3 separate regions of the Sus scrofa genome follow, and all the other regions are linked to region 3. The links are chromatin contacts, called in public Hi-C maps. All regions are on one chromosome and are shown on one strand. The core of a region is the stretch at or near the end of the contact, and the rest is flanking DNA. Distances in the headings are between cores, read along the strand shown.

Region 1 (4,286 bases), core at 3-2,502, 470 kb before region 3:
CAGGATGGCCAAACCTGCTGCTCAGGGACATACCACATACCTCTCCTCCTGCCCAACCGGTGCTTTTAATCCAACAGGAGGCATCCTTGGGCTGGGTGGTCCTGCTTTCATGGCTCTGAGTGATGGAGCCCTGGCAGCCTCGCAGAGCAACCTGGCTTGCTGCAGAAAGCCACCTTGGCAAATTCATCACAGCAAATGAATGTGCCTGGCTGATTCTGGCTCTTGCATGGGGCACATTGCTAATAACGGGTTTGCACAAGTGCGACGGGGTTCAATCAATATTTTGATTTTCTGAACCAACTTTCCTCCACATAAAACAAAATAAAAACCAATAGGCCAGTCTCACCAGGTACCGCTGCAATGCAAATGGAAGAGGCAGGCAGCGAGAAAGCTGGAGCCAGACATCACAGGCCAGAACAAGTCGAGGAAATGCAACAGCAGCCAATCGTGAGCTCCAGCAAAGTTGCCGGTGCCTCTCTACTGGCTGTGGTGGCCCCTGCTGCCTTAGCTCCACATCCCTGCTTCTGAAACCTCTGGCTGGTCTTCTTCCCTTTTTTTCCACTGCCCCATCTCTTTCTTTTTTTCAAAAAACTTGGCTATGGAACATTAGGTTTGATGAAGGGAAAGCGATTTAACATCTTTTAACTGAGAGGTTGATTTTCATTTGCGACCAAATGGCTCATTTTTACCTTTTTAGCTCCTGGAAGAGTAAAAAGTGAGAGGTCAGCCTTGCGTCACCATGGCAACCCATACAGCTCAGGCCTGGAGCAGATGAAGGGAAGTGATAATGGCAGGGAAGTTTCTCCCCCTGACTTGGCATTTTCTCTCCATTCAGGGATGTGCCTTTATGTATGAAAGCAACAATGTCTTCTTCAAAACTGAAGTTTTAAAATATTGCCCCTAAATCGTCTGGCCCCGAGCTGAGAACTTATGCAGATCCCTGTGGGGTTTTGTTTGTTCGGGATTGAGATCATCCTAACTAACCCTCGTCTATACCCAAATGGTCTTGAATTACACCAGCAACATCTTGTGCCCTGGGGGAATCTGTCTTTCTATCAAAGAGTCCACCTACCACATTGTAATAACCTAAAGACTTCCTAAAGAGAGAATTGGGCTCTGATGTTGAAATCTGGTGTCCAGGATCTCAAATTTTAGCACATGACACCTTTTTCAAGCCCGTTTGCAAAGAACTTCTTGATTCTATTCCAGTCCAAGGACATTAAAGAGGAAAAGAGAAATCAAAATGACAAATGTGCCAGAAAGGCCAGATTAAACCCTCCAGGGGTAGCTGGGACCAGGGCAGGAAGGAATTTCCATGACCTTGGAGCACAGGAACTCAAATTCAAATTCTGACACATTTCTCCTTCACCCCATGTGCCTACTGGTAAATGGGGGAGTAACGAATATGCCTTGAAGACCCATGGGTGCCAGGCACTGGGTTAAATACTGTATTATGTTAATGCCTCTGATTCTCACAGGGATCTTCTGAAGTGAGCAGCTTGATCTTTGTTTTACAGATTAAGAAAATAAAGGTCAGGAAGGTTAAGTGATGTGCCCAAGACCATGGCCACAGATTCTGTTGCCTGCTTCATCCGTGACCCAGGTGTTCTCTCCCTCCAGATTTAATATCAGCTGCATGAATAATAATGCCCCAGACTCAGTATCATCCAGGTGCAGAAATAATAACTTCATTTCTGAAGACAGGCATTTGTGCTTTTGCTTTGTAATTTATTCATATAGTTGCCATGAAACTATCCACTGCCTGCTAAGACTTCAGTGCAATTCTAGATGCTTGGGAAACATAGGTAGGGAGAGGCTGGCACTGCTATCCTAGAAATCAGGGCGGGGTGGTTTGGATTCCAGTGGTGTGAACTTGGACAAGACATTCAGCTTCAATTTTCTCTCCTGTGAAATGTTGTTATTTATCTCAAGGGCTGGGTGAGTTTTCAAAGAGAGCAGTTTGTCGGCCTAACCAAGTGCCAGGTTCACACAAGTAGATACTCAATAAAAATCAAATTTTTGTCCTCTCTGCCTTCCTAGCCCTCCAGTTCATCACTGCCAGGGTGTTCGCCTCTGAGCCTGGGGTCAGTCTGGCAACATGCCTGCTTCCTGGCAGTCGAGGTGGCCCTATTAAAGTCCCAGTCCTCTCGGCAGGACTGCAGGGTGGCAGAGATGGGAACAAACAGAGGGGGACACTTGAGGGAAATTGTCTGAAAAGAGGAGGTGGTCTGGCTTCCATGCTCTCCCTGCTTCCCCTCTCCTCAGCCCTGGGTGTCACCTACAAGTCCAAGGTGGCTCCTCTACTCACCATCTGCTCAGGCTCACTCAGGCTCCCTTGCCCAGGGCTTTATAAATCCAAATCAGACCTGCGTCTGAAGGACTTGACAAGGTTGCACCGGCTAAAAGGCAATGGCTCCATTAACATGAATGAATAAATAAATAAATAAATAAATGTCACAATGGAGCACCAGGTGATCCTTTCCCCTTAACACAGCACAAGCAAGTTACAGAAGCAAAGGAGAACACAACAAACATCAGCTTGATCCAATGCTAAGGTTACGCAGAGGGCAATAGACATCAAGATAATAGTGCATTGCACTGGCACTAAAGTCCTTAATGAGTTTCAGAGCACACTGGTCAGCCAAATGCCATCTTTTTATTTATTTATTTATTTATTTGTCTTTTTAGGGCCATACCCGCGGCATATAGAGGTTCCCAGACTAGGGGGTCAAATCAGAGCTATAGCAGCTGGCCTACACCATAGCCACAGCAATGCCAGATCCAAGCTGCGTCTGCAACCTACACCACAGCTCACAGAAACACTGGATCCTTAATGCACTGAGCAAGGCCAGGGATTGAACCTGCATCCTCATGGATGCTAGTCAGATTCGTTTCTGCTGAGCCATGATGGGAACTCCCCAAATGCCATCTTTTAATGTTCAGAGTCAAATTCTCAGTTACAAGCAGAACGTGAAAAATATTTCCCTTCCTTTCTACCCCCACAACTCCCACTCCACTCCCCCCTCCACTCCTCTCCTCCCCCTCCTTCCTTCTTCTTACCCCACATCCTTCTCTCTGTCTCCTCTTCCTCATGTATGGGGATGTGTGCTTTACATAATGCTGTGACTCACACAGGAAATCAGTTCTTTGGCTGCTTAAAACCTAATAGGAAAAGTAAAACTGGCCTCTGAATATGATAAGAGCATATGACACATAGCACAGGAGACTGAAAATTAAGTATTGTGATAGTTTACTTTCAGGTAGCAGCTTAACCATCACTTTTCAATGATGCTTTCCTTGACCTCTTACTACACCTTAGTTTGATAACTCTTTATCCCATTGTGTCCCTGTGTTTTTATTCTGATTATTTGTTTACTCTCTTCCTTCTACTAGGGTGTAAGTTTCCAGGGGGCAGACATCAACACAAGAGTTTCTTGGGAAAAGACTGAAACCTGAGTCTCAGGCAGAGGGGAAGTCAATGTTTTAAGGAAGGGAGCAGCCAATGAAGATACCCAGGAGTGGGAAGAGTGAGGAGTCTGTCTGGCAGAGGGTAAACATGAAGGAGACTACGAGCTGGGGCCAGAGAGGTACTGCGGGTTCAAATCCTGAAGTGCCATGTGTGGAGGCTTCAGAGATCAGGTGGGTGAGGAATCAGACTAGAGGAATGAAACTATAAGCTATGTCAACGTTTTTGAAGCTGAAGGAATGTATTCAATCAATAAGTGTTTTAAAACTGGAGGAGAGCTAAAACAATTTGTCATGGAATATTATTCATCCATTTAAGTGGATGAATAGTGGAGTGCCAGCCACCACTCAAGGCTGGGAACACAGGCCATGGCAGACAGGCTCAGGCCTGAGATGGAGCTTATAATCTGGTGGAGAGAAACAGGCAATAAACACACAAATAAGCAAATGAGTAACAAAACAACAAACCATATGATCATTTTAGATCATGAATGAGTGAGAGCTGTGGGAGATGGGCAGAGTGACAGGCAGGAACAGAAAGTGGAGGGGCTCATCTGCTGTGGTGAGGGCAGTGGACTTTATTCCACATTTAAAAGGAATGTTAGAGGGTATCAAACAGAGGAGGGTTATGATGAAATTTATCAAAAAGGCCTTATGGCTTGTTTTGTGGAGAATGGGCTTTGGAGGGGTCAAGGGGAAGACAGTGTTGGGAAGCCACTTTAGGGAAATGAGGTGGTCCAGGGTGGAGATTGGGGTGGGGTGGGCATGGCTGGGGATGTAGACAGACAAGTGGAATGCAGAATGAGTTCTAGAGCTAACCC
Region 2 (4,358 bases), core at 1,654-4,153, 310 kb after region 3:
AAAAAAAAAAAGCCCATCTCCACATTGTAAAAGAAGATAAAAATACCTATGTCATTGGGTTTTTATGAGGTTAAATGAGGTAAGGTGTGCAAAGAGCCCAACCCATAATTGATCCCCTACCAAAGGAAAAAAAAAAGTAAAAAAAAAAAAAAAAAAAAAAAACCTTTGACATTTTCACAAAAAAAAAAAAAAAAATCTCTTAAAAAAAGAGGCAAAAGCAAAATAGAATATAAATAACAATATAATAAAAATAAACTCTTTGTGGAGTTCCCGTCATGGTTCAGCGGAAATGAATTTGACTAGTATCCTTGAGCACCCAGGTTTTATCCCTGGCCTCAGTAAGTGGGTTAAGGATTTGGCGTTGCTGTGAGCTGTGGTGTAGGCTGCAGACACGGCTCAGATCTGGTATTGTTTTGGCTGCGGCATAGGCCGGCAGCTATAGCTCCCATTCGACCCTTAGCCTGAGAACTTCCATATGCTGTGGGTGCAGCCCTAAAAAGGCAAAACAATAAATAAAATAAATTCTTTCTAGAGCTTCAAATGGAACCCCGGAAAGACTCCGAAAGAGAGAAGGCTCAGGCTGGCTTCATTATGTTGGCTCAGCTGCCTGAATTACAAATTGGGCAGGGTCTCTAGCTGAAGATGTTTTAGGATTTTAGGAATAAATATATGGATTATTTTACTAAGCGCTTTCTCTAAACTTAATAAAATGTTAATAATATAAATAATGGTGGTACCAATGAACAGGAAAACTAGAATTTTGCCTATTTCTGTTTCAGTCCAAATCTTACTGGCCAACAGAATTGCTTCCAGCCTAGGTGGGGGTCATTATCCAAGGATGCAGGGCCTCTGAAAATCCCATCTTATTAAGGATTGTTGGGCCCACATTCTGAGGGGAAGTCAGAAAAAGGCAAGAGGATTAACAGAGGGGTTCACATTTTTAGCCCATTTTAGGGGCCAGACACTTCTAAATACTTGATAGACATTTTAAATTAATTCTATTTAATAGACATCCTGTGCAAAGTTATGGTACGATTTGGCAGATACCCCAAATGAAGCTCAGAGGACTATTTTTTTTAAATGACTTAGCAAAACTATGTTCAGAATTCATCTTTAAATCTTTTGAGATGATTTTTATTTATTTGTTAACTTATTCTTCTATTTAAGTTATTTAAAAACATTCATTAGAAAAGTTCTATGATGAGTATGTTTTTTATTGGCATAAGAATTAACCAAAGCTAGTGACAATGATAGACATTGTTTCAATTAAGCCCTCAATTAACATTTTTAAAATTTCTAACCCTGTATCTCCCAGTGAATGACTGTCTGACCTCGGGAAATCTTCTAGTCCCTTACAAACACGCTCTGATTCTTTTTCAATAAAAATGTATCTTGAATAAAGAACAGAGGTGATAGCATACGTTTAAGTAGATAATAGAAGATATAATTTTTTTCCTAGGGGAAGGCCAGAAAATTGAATATTTTTGAAAGTCAACAAAGTGCCGCTGCGACTTTCAATTATTTTCCATTTCCATGCTGCATCCAAACTTCCTGATTCCAGCTGGGATTGTGATCAAAAATGCAAAAACATATGTAGAAAAGTTATTCTTGTGGAACATCTGACCGGAAGCAGGAAATGCAAGATATCTCATGGGGTTGCCTATTATCAAAATATACCCAGTCCGGCAGTGTACAGACAGGAGGAGTTTGTCACCCAGATAAAGAGAATCAGAGACAATCCAGTATAGCCACATCATTGTGAAAGAAGAGGGAGGAGACATGCCCTTCATACGGCTTGGTCTGTGGTCCATTGCTGTGTCACTGTGTGGCTTTGTCAAGTCTCCATTGCTGCCAGCGCCATGAAATACATCAACAAAACGAATCTTAATAGGCGAGAGCTTTAACATACACATCCTTCAAATAATCTTATATATGGGAAAAGTCCTATAATTATTTGTCATTGATAAATAAGAGGTAATTTATACTCAGATTATCACAGTCATGCTATTTCAATGCACAAAGGAAAACCGACTTTGCTATTTGAATTTAAAATTAAACATTTAATTTTTCCTGTAAGTTTTGAAAACATTTATTTGAGCTTTCCCAATAAAATTAAATTCCATGAAAACATGTATTTTAATTACATGGTGATTAAGTTCTATCCTTTTCTTTTTGTAAATTAGAATAAATAGAAGAGAAATATTCTTCAAGAATTCTAGCCAGGTATCGTGAACCCATCCATCATAAAATCATTGGCACACAGCAGGCAACTGGAAAAAGGATACCTTTTAAACTCAACTGGCATAAACGTGTGTATTTATTTTTAAGAAGTGGAATATAAACAGACATGCTGAGAGCCAAATGTTTTATGAATAAAAAAAAAAAATATTCCATACACATACACACACACAAGCACACATACATATAAAACTTTCCCCAATGGACCATGGAGGATTTATGTGGATGTGAACTCTATTTACTGTTAGTATTAAGGAAATAGTGCCTTTTTAACAAGTTACTCATGCCTGGAAAAAATCCCAGTTTTGCAAGATTCTTTGCCAACTGTCCGTGGGAATCACGGGGATGGGAAAAGTTCAAATTTGTTTTAAAAGAATTTGCTTAATGGAAAATCTAAAAAAAAAAAAAAAAAGTAGAAGAAAACCAACAACCCGCTGTGCTAATCTTTTGGTTAAATAAGAATAAAGTATGGCCTGGTTGCTTATACATATTTTTTTTTTCCTTGGCATTATTTTAAGAAAGGGAAAAAAAAAATAAAACTTTTCCTTTTTACACTACCCATAAAGTCATAGTTAGGACTTGATTTCAGTGATCCAAAGGCAAGATGACTTGCTGGCTTGGGTTAGCCTAAAACTGCACCAAAATGGGGCAGGAGGGCCCTCAGTCAGTGCCGTAAAATCAGAGCCTTGGCTCCTCATTTTCCTGCCATTTTCTTACACCCCTTTTATTTTCTGTTCCAATCAAACAAAGAAGTCTGGTTACAGTGTTGCTGTCAATTTCCAAACTACAAAGGACTAAAAAAAGCTGACAGTAAAAGCCCTGGAACTCACAGTTTTAAAATATAATGATTCTACATTTCCTAGCACCTAGGGAGTGCCAGGCACAGTTCCAAGGGCTTTTATATCTTCCTTTCAAGTCTCACAACACCCTTATCAAATAAGCACTCCTATTTATTTATTTATTTTTTATTCTCCCTTTACAGATGTGGAAACTGAGGCCCAGGGAGATTAAAGAGCTTCCCTGCATCACACAGATTCTAAGGGGCAAAGCTGGGGTGGAAACACAGGTGGGCAGGTTCACTTTTGCTTTTTACCTCTTAGGCTGCTTCCTTCCAAGAAAATACATTCCATGAATTCTTATACCAAGAGATTTGATTTGACTTTATTACCAATTAATGTGGTTCTAATTTGATATGACAGAACCTGCTTTTCATACAATAGGGAATGGGAAAATGAAAGCTTTGTTTTTCCATTTCTGATAAAACAGATGTGAAAGTTATCTTGTAATCATCTACCCAAAGTGTGTGCCTATTCTTGTTTTATTCTTCAAAAGGACATGGGCAGAAGCAAGAGATGTAACCAGGCTTCTATCTAGAGACAGTTCTTATCCAAGTAAACAAACCGAAACCCATCTCCATCCCCCGCCCCCAAAGAAACCTTGATAGTTTACTCTCTAGCAAAGAAAGGTGCTACAAGGAAAAGTCTAAATATTTTCTTCTTCAACCAAATTGTTAATAATTGTTACGAAAGCTGGTACTCCTGGGTAGACGTTTCATTAAAAAGAGGTTTTCACTGTCTTAATATTTATATTTTTAAAAAAGAGTAGTTGAGCATGTTCTAGAGATTCTGCCCATCACTTATTTTTAGCATTCATACCCTTACAGAAAAATAGTAAGTTGGGTTCTTTTTTCCCCCTGCATTTATATTCCTTGATTTTTTTTCCCCCAGAATTTAATATCTAGGTGATTGCTTTTACTTGGCACTATTGGGAAACACTGCCAGTCCAGATCTAAATATTTTCACATACAACTACAACAACGAAATTGTTGCTCTGCTAAGCTCCTTTGATTTATAGAGCTTCAAAAAATGGATTTCAGATGCAATTTTGCCAAGTTGTAAACCAAGAAGTCTTAATTTAAATTTTTTCCTGACAGGAACGCTAATTCTTCATCTGAGATAAAGTATTTCAGGATTTTCACACACATAAAATAAGGTCTCTAAATTGCATTCAAGCTGTTATTATTCGCACTATGGCTTTTTTAATACCCTGATATGCAACATAAATGTACAATATTTTCACTGGGTAGAGTCCCATTGGAATGACTAGGAGAAAGTTTATGC
Region 3 (4,117 bases), core at 125-2,624:
TACAGAGGAATAAACCAGTAATTAATTATATATCAGAACATGAGAATCGACCTTGCAATAATGTACAGGCTAAGAACGCTCTATTTACATATGTAGGTTATTTAAAATATGTCTTGTTAAATAAATATTTAAAATACCTCTTTATTTAGCTTATAAACTGTTTGGACTGAGGCTGCAGTGTGACTCGCAGAATGTTCGAAAGAGTGAGAGAGTTACCATAGATTTTCATCTCTTCCTGACCTGCAATTTTTCCCCTCTCTCTCTGGCAGGCCTCTTTAAGGCAAATAACAACATGAACTTTCTTGCCATCAAAATATGTAATATTGGTAGAAAGATGATCTTTGGAAAACTGTAAAACTCACCTTTATCTTGAGGGCAGGTACTAAGAACAAGGGATGTAGGCATAAATTAACCACAGTCGTCAAGACCACCTCTTAGAGAGCAGTGAAGTAGACAGGAAGTATGGGAAATGAATGATTTCACAGCAAAATGTTCTCCCTGCTCTGAGGTTGTTTGTCCAGTCCAGAGTTATTTTTAAAGGAGAAGAAAATGAAATACAGAACTTAGAGTTATCCACGTCGCTTGAGTCAGCACAAACTCATGATTTCAAAACAACCGTAATGAGAACACGCATGGTAAGGACGACGGTGTTGGGGGAGACAAACGCTGTACTTTGCAAGAGAAATAAGCTCAGCGTCAGTCCAAGACCAAGCTAGGCATTCAGTTTATTTTAGGTGCTCGAAAGTTAGTTTTTTCCTGGAGCGAATGTCTCTATACCTGAAACCGCCCAGTTTTCGCCAAAGCATGTTTGTTCCCTGCAATCTGGAATCACAAACTTAATCAGTTGTTGATCCACCAGGGGGAGCAGTTCACCAGCACAAAACAAACCTTCCCCAAAGGAAGTCGGGGAAGGCGCCTCTTCCTCTCAGTTTACACAGCGGACAAGGACCCTGATTTTTATCGGTTCTACTAGATGTGGCGCTCCTCTGCCTAATACTCATTTCATGTGCCTAACCCTATGCTGGTGGGATACATATTGTTCCTTTGTGGACACGTATACCCACAGCAGATTTTAAAGTAGGACTGAGAAATCAGACCTTGTGCTTTGTAGAAATTCCTTGTTTTATTATAGGAAATACAGTCCCTGCTTCTCCAGCAGCTTATATGGACAAAACCAATAGATTTGTCAAACTATTTATTCAATCCTTATTCTCCGATCTTCAGTCTGGTGTGTGTGTGTGTGTGTGTGTGTGTGTGTGTGTGTGTGTGTGTGATTCTCGCAGCTCTTGAAGCCAGGCAACTACCACAGCTTGCTGACAGCACAGCTTCTTTCCTCAGCCCTTTCCCTTTCCTTTGGCCAGGGCCCTGGGGCTGGGCAGGAAGACAGCTGTCAGAGAAAGGTCCGTGTTGATGATAAACTCTTTGTGTGCAAGTTCAGGCTTTGTACCAGCCTGTCCAAACAAAACAGCTGTGGACTTCAATGGACCTGTGTGTGGGTAGAGAACCCCAAGTTTGTTAATGTAGAAAGACAACCAGAAGTGTATACCAGCTCCTAACGTGCTTTTCAAATGGTTTTGAAATCCACAGAAGGAATTCCCCTAGGAAAGCCTAGTTTTAATTTTAATAAGGTCAGTTCCTTATCCTAAACCTCTTTCCTGGTCCTTCAGCATCCTAAATCTTTTTATGGCTCCTTAAATTCCTTGTCCATTTAATATTTTTCCCTGGTAGTTTAAGGGGTAGGCTCTGGGTCTACAGCTTCACCATCACCAGGGAACTTGCTAGAAATGCAGAACCTCAGACCCTATCTTAGACCTGCTGAATCAGAATCTGCCTCTTAACACAACCCCAGGTGATTGGAGAACATGTTGAAGGCTGACACTCTGCTCACAGACAGCCTGGTCTCTGGATGGGCCTCCTTCTGTTAGGACATAGATAAGATACACAGATCTACGCATTCTTCTAAACAGAATGTGTAGATGTCAAGGTCATTACATGATCTTATGATACATGCAACCAACTCTTGAAGCAGCAGTCTTGAGAGTTCAGTCTTTCAAGTTAAAAAAAAGAAAAAAATCTTAGCTTCCAACCTCAGGTCGGGCACTTGCCAGCTCTTCCTATCCTCATTTGTACCTCATAAGTATTAACTCTATTGTGGAGATTAAATGAACACCTGACACTCAAAAGATCCCATTGTTATTCATCTTTCCCTTCAGAATTGAGTTTTCAATCTATGAATATTATTCAGTGATTTGATTAACTTTTTTCCATCCAACTTTTCTATTCTTTTATTTTTCTGCTATTTTTAAAAATGTGTTTTATTACTTCTGAAGAAAACATGGGGAAGGAATAGTGAATCTCAAGTCTGCCTATGTATTTACTAATTAGTTGCTTTGTTGAATGATTTTTGAAGAGGAAAAAGTTGAAAAAGCTGAAATAATCATTTAGGATTTTTGATGAAATTCCAAGACCTATCTTTAACATTGTTATATCTAGGATAATTGAAGGAGGGAGAAATTCATTCTTGAAAACAAAATAGAAAATATCCCCTTTAAATACCTAAAGATGAGGGAGAAACAAGCTGAATTCCAAGAAGCACATCTGTTAATCCTATCATGGGAACACTGTCACAGCTGGATGGAGTGAGTGACAGGTATTTGTGCTGTAGTACTGTGACATATATTTTTCCATATCTTTGAAGATCAGGATTTGAGGAGCCGTACTCTATAATGCTCATTTTCTTTCTGGCCCTTCCTTTATCATATTCTTTGGCAAAAGTGTAAAGTGATATTCTGAATTTGGGCCCAAAGTCACTGGAAGGTAAAAGTCACCTGGTTATCCACTCGCTACATCACCAAATTAGATGTACTCTCTTCTTAAGAGAATCAGTTATGCAGGACATGGGCTTTCTTTTCTGACAAGAGTAGAGGTTTCACATGGTAGGTGAGAGGGAAAGCTGGTCTCAAGCTGATGTCCAAATTTCCCTCAGGCCTGACCAGGACCTCCTCATCTTTCCTGCAACGAGGATCCTCTGAGGCACTGGGGGTGGGCTGCGGGTGGGGAGGGGGTGTGGAGAAGAGGGGCAGGGCGATGCTGAATTTGAACACTTTGGAAGGGGGAGCTTGACTTGCAGCAGGGAAGCTCCTCTCCGGAGAACTTTTGATAGTTTTCCCCAAGATCTTCTTTCCTGCCCTTCCAGATGGTCTTCCTCATACTGTTTCCTCTCCAGGGTCTCCCATTCAGTTTTCAAAGGAAACAGCTACATTCCAAGGAATGAACTGAAGAGAAGCACATCCTTGTTATTCCAGACCAACTTCAAAGTGTCCTATAGATTTAATCAAATGTAAATGCTTGGTTATTTACTCTCCACCCCTAAACTAACTCCTTGTTTTATTCTAAAGGCCAGATAAATTCATCCATATTTTGGGTATACTCCAGGACATCACATCTAATCAATGTGAATTTCCAAATATTCAAGGGAATTTCAAACAGATGAAATGGGATGATCTTCCCCACCACACATATCCTAATTTCTATTATAAATTTCTGTGAGATGTAGCAGTGGCAATGCCCAATTCTTTTAAGAATATCCAATTTAGTAGAACTACATCTTGTCTAGAAATGAAGGAAGAGGCTGGAAAATGGTCCTCATCTTATTTCAAACTTGTGGCCAACACCCAAGGGGGTGAGATCCTCAGGCTTGGTAAGAGAATGGGAGATACCAGGTCTAGCCTGACCTGGTTTGCCTAAACCCACAGTCCAAAAGATGAGCTCTTCTGTTGCAAAGCACTAGCAATGATTTAGGTGTAAGAACTCTGTGAAATGGAAGTTTTTTTTTTGCTCTCAAGAACACAGATCTTTCAGTTCCTCCTGGGCTTCTTAATTTTTACAACCGTCATCAAGGAAGAAAAAGTTCTTTTCTCTCTTGTCAAGCACTAATACACAAGCTGAATAATTAGTCTGAGTTATCGCTGCTCTTGTTTTAAGCCATGTAGCCACATTCACAAATATCAAAGTACTTTGCAAGATGAAAACAACCTCAGACATGTAGGAGTGAAGTACTGCCAACATCTAGGAGAGAAAATAAAATGTCTTTCATTCTTTCATTCCATCTCTGGAC

What was found. A called contact is a pair of places that touch in the nucleus more often than the background predicts.
Region 1: a contact with region 3 is called in a Hi-C map of omental adipose tissue, with 2.6 times the contacts expected there. The contact joins two enhancer-like sites. A contact is called at or near these places in 4 of 47 Hi-C or Micro-C datasets (embryonic fibroblasts, omental adipose tissue, retroperitoneal adipose tissue and 1 more) and 1 of 2 datasets of contacts at active chromatin or transcription factors (skeletal muscle).
Region 2: a Hi-C map of omental adipose tissue shows a contact between it and region 3, with 2.0 times the contacts expected there. The contact joins two enhancer-like sites. A contact is called at or near these places in 3 of 47 Hi-C or Micro-C datasets (embryonic fibroblasts, omental adipose tissue and subcutaneous adipose tissue).

What each region holds. Positions count from the first base shown.
Region 1 is chr7:84,561,072-84,565,357 of Sscrofa11.1, reverse strand. No RefSeq gene overlaps it. Among named protein-coding and RNA genes, the nearest start is that of MCTP2, 400 kb to the left of the region's middle. Within about 2 kb of position 1,252, at least 2 of the 83 cell types and tissues checked have an H3K27ac peak or open chromatin away from gene starts, as enhancers often do. A contact at or near this core is called in omental adipose tissue, where this site is marked.
Region 2 is chr7:83,783,851-83,788,208 of Sscrofa11.1, reverse strand. No RefSeq gene overlaps it. Among named protein-coding and RNA genes, the nearest start is that of NR2F2, 700 kb to the right of the region's middle. Within about 2 kb of position 2,903, at least 7 of the 83 cell types and tissues checked have an H3K27ac peak or open chromatin away from gene starts, as enhancers often do. A contact at or near this core is called in omental adipose tissue and subcutaneous adipose tissue, where this site is marked.
Region 3 is chr7:84,094,473-84,098,589 of Sscrofa11.1, reverse strand. No RefSeq gene overlaps it. Among named protein-coding and RNA genes, the nearest start is that of MCTP2, 870 kb to the left of the region's middle. Within about 2 kb of position 1,374, at least 28 of the 83 cell types and tissues checked have an H3K27ac peak or open chromatin away from gene starts, as enhancers often do. A contact at or near this core is called in omental adipose tissue and subcutaneous adipose tissue, where this site is marked.